Linked DNA regions of Danio rerio: region 1 is linked to region 2. The links are chromatin contacts, called in public Hi-C maps. All regions are on one chromosome and are shown on one strand. Each heading gives the region's core, a stretch centred on a gene start, on an enhancer-like site or on the middle of the called end of the contact. The rest is flanking DNA. Distances are from core to core; before and after follow the strand shown.

The links. A called contact is a pair of places that touch in the nucleus more often than the background predicts.
Region 1: a Hi-C map of hematopoietic stem cells shows a contact between it and region 2, with 3 times the contacts expected there. The contact joins the promoter of dusp22b here to the promoter of foxf2a in region 2. A contact is called at or near these places in 3 of 18 Hi-C or Micro-C datasets (caudal fin, hematopoietic stem cells and an unstated tissue) and 1 of 4 datasets of contacts at active chromatin or transcription factors (embryo).

The regions. Positions count from the first base shown.
Region 1 is chr2:1,051,856-1,055,007 of GRCz12tu, reverse strand. dusp22b (dual specificity phosphatase 22b) reads left to right here and starts at 1,898. Exons shown (of 7, transcript NM_001017742.2): 1 at 1,898-2,057. The coding sequence starts at 2,037.
Region 2 is chr2:867,681-870,635 of GRCz12tu, reverse strand. It overlaps foxf2a (forkhead box F2a), which reads left to right and starts at 1,498. Exons shown (of 2, transcript NM_001083815.1): 1 at 1,498-2,810. The coding sequence starts at 1,829. It also overlaps a transcript of znf1014 not described here.

The DNA of each region.
Region 1 (3,152 bases), core at 649-3,148, 180 kb before region 2:
CCCCTGAATATCCCCCCCCCCCCTGTTTATTTTTTCCCACAATTTCTGTTCAACAGAGAGATTTTTTCAACACATTTGTAAACATGAAAGTTGTAATAACCCATTTTATTTTCTCTTTGTCATGATGACAGTAAATAATATTAGACTAGATATTCTTCAAGACACTTCTATACAGCTTAAAGTGACATTAAAAGACTTAACTAGGGTAACTAGGCAGGTTAGGGTAATTAGGCAAGTTATTGTATAATGATGGTTTGTTCTGTAGACTATCGAAAAAATAGCTTAAAGGGGCTAATAATATTTTCCTTAAAAGGGTGTTTAAAAAATTAATAACTGCTTTTATTCTAGCCGAAATAAAGCAAATAAGACAAATATTAGGAAAAAGGAAAAATATTATGAGACATACTGTGAAAATTTCTTGAATCTGTTAAACATCATTTGGCAAATATTTAAAAAAGAAAAAGAAAATCAAAGAGGGGCCAATAATTTTGACTTCAACTGTATATATATATATATATATATATATATATATATATATATATATATATATATATATATATATATATATATATATATATATATACTCTGTTAAAATAGTTGGGTTAAAATAAACATATAACCCAACAATAGGTTATTATAGCACCTTCCCAACTATGGGTTATTTCAACCCAATGCATTGGGTTATATCATATAATCCAATGCATTGGGTTATTTTGATTAAATGTTGTTATTTTTTTCATTTGCTGCTAGTACTACTATTAATTTTATAATTATGGCTGGGTAAATAAATAACATATTTTTTTCAAAAAATATTGAAAATGCTTTATTTCCATTACATTTTAGATCCAGACACTTTTGTTAAAACTAATTAAGAATCACAAACGAAGAAGAAACAGAACAAAGCCGACAGTTATAAACTCTGCAAGCAAATCCTGTGTTGATGGAGCAGAATATGGAGCTCTGTGTGCTGTAGAGGCCGTCCAGCAGCTGCTGCAGCTTCACTCAGTGTCCACAGTGTACAATACAGTTTAACCACATCTAAACACTTCTAAATGATGGTCTTGGATGGTGAAACAGAAAAAAAACGACACGGAAAGGTAATTTAATAAATAAAATAACTAACAATATTATTGCGCTATAGCTTAAACTTTATAACTCAAAAACATTACGCACACATAATGCATCTGTTTTGTGTCAGAAATTCACATTTTTAACCCAACTGTTTGAGTTAACAAATAAATGACCAAATAAAGGTTAAAAATAACCCAACAAAGCAGCAAATATGTTCAACTCAACCATTGGGTTAAATAAATAACGTATTTTACAGTGTGTGTGTGTGTGTGTATATATATATATATATATATATATATATATATATATATATATATATATATATATATATATATATATATATATATATACATCGGATTTATGGCAATAAATACAAATCACAGATTTAACAACAAAAGTTAGATTTCACAATGGCCATTTACAACAATTAGAATTACAATTCATTAATTTTCCTTCGACTTATTCATCAGGGGTCGCCACCGCGGAATGAACCACCAACTATTCCAACATATGTTTTGCACAGTAGATGCCCTTCCAGCGGCAACCCAGTACTGGGAAACACCCAAATTCAAAACACCACACTCTGCTCTGCTAAAGCTCAGATCACTGCGGTCAGAAGCCTACTAACCTCCACACATGCACTAACTGAGGTAAAGTTGGTTTTATATCCGCACTTTCAAACTTTCTCCTGAATAATATAATTTCAGAGAAGTGTTATTTGCAAATTATAAGTAGTGAAATCATACCAGCAGCCAAATCACTATAAAATACAACCATCACAATAGTGCGCACTGCGCCTTTAAGAGAGGCTAGTCGAAAACTCCGCACACTTGAGTGAGTGAGTGAGTGTCAGTGGACGACAGTAGAGTTGGATGTAAGCGATTAATATTATCGATTAGAAACTGTCGATACGAGCCTCGTTTCAAGCGGAATCCTGCAATACCGGCCACCGCACACACCGTGGCATGGGAAACGGCATTAATAAGGTAACTCAGATGGACACGGCTGAATTCCCGTCACTGCTGTAACTTTAAGGGGGAATGATCTGCGATGAGGGAAATGAGATGAGAATCAGATCGCTCAACCCTTCAGGTGTTTGTTGGAGATGTTAGACAAAAAACAGCATCAGGATTAGTCTTGGGGATTTTAGCAGATCCTAAAGAATTAAAGTTATCTGGATAAACAAGAGTGAGTCATCAAATCACGTGTCTCGAAGCGCTTACTTTCGATTACGACGAAACTGATGAAAAATCGCACATATTTAGTTTATTGACTCAAGATAATCTGTAGAAGAGCGCGACATCTTAACAACGCGCTAGCAACCACATACAACACGCTAGCAAACAAACGCTACTCAGCCTGCTAACCAGTCATAGATATTAACACCCTAGAAACCTTTTGACAACTACTCAAAACACCAGCAACCAGTTTGTAGTGTACTATAAATCACTAAAGAGCACTTTTGGCAACGGTCCACAACACCCTAGCAACACCATAGCAACATGCTAACAGCCACTGAAAACATCTGCCTAGCATTGTGTTGTCGGTTGTTGCTAGATCGGATGCGGTTGCGAGAATTATTTATATTATTTATAAAATTTCACATTTGTTGTTTTTTATTAACGTCTACCCCCACCCAACCTTAAACCAACCTTGAGTACTTTAAAAACAGTAGTTGTACCGAGTATTATTTACGTTATCAATTAAACTTCTAAATAAATTGTAATTTTTAACGTCTACCCCAACCCTAAACCCAATCGCTACAGTACTATAAAAATATTAATTATAGTTATAGAGTGTCATATGAATGCTGCTATATTGATAAGCATATCACACTTCCGGCCAGCTGCGTATCCCGTCTAGTTTACCGCCAAAACATAACTCGACCGTGTGGCTGAACGCCATTTTGGAATTAAAATCTTCTGTTTACATTCTGAGCAGAACTTTATTAGGTGTTGATCTTTATAGTTTATATATTCTGAATTATTAGCCCCCTGTTTATTTTACATTTATTTTAAATTTTAACACTAATATTGCTGAAGGGGGCTAATAATATTGACCTTAAAATGGCTTTAAAACTA
Region 2 (2,955 bases), core at 249-2,748:
ATTATTATTATTATTATCATTATCATAATTATTATTATTATCATCACCCTCAGGGGTGGATTTAGAGATTTTGGGGCCCTAAGCAAGTCCATAGTTCCAAAGTCCTGAAATGCACCCTTTCAGCTTTTATTTAATATTTACTTATATTTCTGATTTTTATATCACTAAATCTTCTTTTCGACATTTTAAATAAATGCAATTTTGAATGATTATTTTTCTTAAATTGATTTTCATCTAAAAATTATATATATATTATACATATATATATAGTTTGACTGCTGGATTGCTCCACGATTAATATTTTATTTTGTGATATTATTATTACATAATACATTACTATAATAATATCATATTTGATTGTATATTAAATAATATTTAATTACGTTAAAACTGTATTTGTTTAACTCCCACCATACAAAATATGGTAGAAAACGATGTTATATTTTATGGTTATAATTTATACTTAGATATGAGGGCTGCTTACCTCGCTTATTAGTTGAATCCACCCCTGATCACCAGAAAAGGTTAGGGTGCATTAACTCAACGCTATAGGTCAAATACGGAAAAACCCAACAGTTGGTTTAAAATTTTTATTTAATTTTTTTTATTGAACCAACGTTGGCTTTGTCCATCTTTCAAAACAGAATTTTAGTGATTTTATCATTATTATTCGACTCCAACCGTTTAATAAATTAATCTATATTAATTGGGCAACAAAAAAAATTATTTTATGAATTACATTTTTAAATTAAGTCAAGCGCACTTTTGCAATTTGATGTTGTTTTTTAGACTAATCATGAATGTTTTTCTGTACTGGAGACATTTTTTTCATACGGCCAATTAAGCTCACTTTCCACAATTAATTAGTCCTCCTCTCGGGGGGGATGATAGGGGTCCGGGACGGTAAACTGACACTGCGCTGTGTGTGGTATCCAAGCACTGGCGCGGCGGCTGATGGAAAAAGCCTGCTTCCACTCATGTCAAAATCATTTATCCAGAACAGCCCTTTACAAGAACTTGTATACACTTAGGAGAGGGACTCTTTTTTTTCGCCCACCCCCATCGTGCGTACTTGAAAAGATGCTCAACCAGGTCACAATCTTACGTGTTCACATTCTTCTCTCCTTGGCGAAGCAATGAACTCTTAGTTCGCGCGTTGTCTTTAGCGAAAAGTGCATGTTTTTTTTTTTACATTTCAGCCTCCTATTTTCCAGTGCCAGAGCTCTCACCAAAACACGCCATTAATTACTGGAGGCCTGACAGCTTTAGCCCCGGTGTTTGGCGTGTGGCGCTGTTGATTGAAACGTCGGACTAGGCTTGATAAATGGCGTTATTGCGTGTATTTAGGTTGTCAGAGGGGAGGTGGGGAGTCTCTCTACTCGGACTCTGCACAGCCTCCTGCCAGACCGATAGCTGGAGGCATGCCAGACATGGAAAGGGGTGGGTCCCACAGTTTGAGGAGATTTTTTGGAGGAATTTAGTGGGGATCTAGGGGGCAGAGAGAGATTTACGAATTGATAGGTGGTCGCGTTTTGTTTGGCCGCACGTCTTTGCGCCAGAGGACTCTGGAGCATTGAGTTTCCTTCTCTTAAAGGATTAGTCCTCGCGATGGCCACCAAGAGACTAAGGAGGGGTCGCTATACTGGCGACACACAGCTGGTGGCTTCAGCTAGGAGCGCGTCCTGCGAGCACAACACAATCCTGGCGCACTGACCTCGCGGAGATTTGTGGAGCACCAGTCCCTTTACATATTCGATTTTCATCCTGAACCGCATCTGACTTCCGTTTCTGAAGACTGACCGAGTCCTTTATTCATCCAGCATTTGCGATGACCACTGAAAGCGCGCAGCAGCAGCTGGACCCGCCGCCTCCCCTCAGGTCCAGCCCGGCATCCAACAGCATGCACTCGGCTCTCCAAAACACGCAGACAGTGCTGGAAAGCACCACTGCCACCGGCAATAAAGGCAAGAAGTCCAATTCAGGCATGAGACGCCCAGAGAAGCCGCCTTATTCCTACATCGCCCTGATAGTCATGGCGATCCAGAGCTCTCCGACAAAAAGGTTGACGCTGAGTGAAATCTACCAGTTCCTCCAGGCTCGCTTCCCTTTCTTTAGGGGTTCCTACCAAGGCTGGAAGAACTCAGTCAGACACAATCTGTCTCTCAACGAGTGTTTCATCAAGCTGCCCAAGGGCCTCGGGAGGCCGGGTAAAGGTCACTACTGGACCATAGATCCCGGGAGCGAGTTCATGTTCGAGGAGGGCTCTTTTCGACGCAGGCCTCGCGGATTCCGAAGGAAATGCCAAGCTCTCAAACCGATGTACCGGATGATGAACGGAATCGGCTTCGGCGCTTCAATGCTGCCGCAAAACTTCGACTTCCAGTCGCCCTCCGCATCACTGGCCTGCCACGCCAACAGCTACAATCTGGACATGATGAGCAACGCGGTGCAGGGCGTCCACGCGGGATACGACGGCCTCGGTGCTGGTCACCACGTCTCACACATGTCTCCCAGTACAGGCTCTACGTACATGACCGCGTGCCAAGTGGCCTCTAACGGAGAGTACGGGCCAGACAGCAGCAACAGCCCGCTGCACTCCCCGCCGACCATGAGTGGCTCTCTGGAGTGCCATTCGCCGTACGGAGCCGCTTCGGCTCATTGGGCCTCATCAGGTGTGTCTCCTTACATTAAACAGCAGCCACTGTCCTCCAGCAGCCCGACCTCCTCTGGATTACACTCCAGTATGCCTCCGTATTCTCTGGAGCAAAGCTATCTGCATCACAACGGCAGAGACTCGGCTGACATCTCAGGTAAAGCCGCTTTTACACGCACGCGCTCCATAAGTGTTCACATTTCCACCAAGCTTAATAATTCAGTTTAATGATCGCAAAGTTAATGCATTAGCTCTTATTTTCAAATTAGCATACATATCCAAGATTTTAAATGCTGACAATT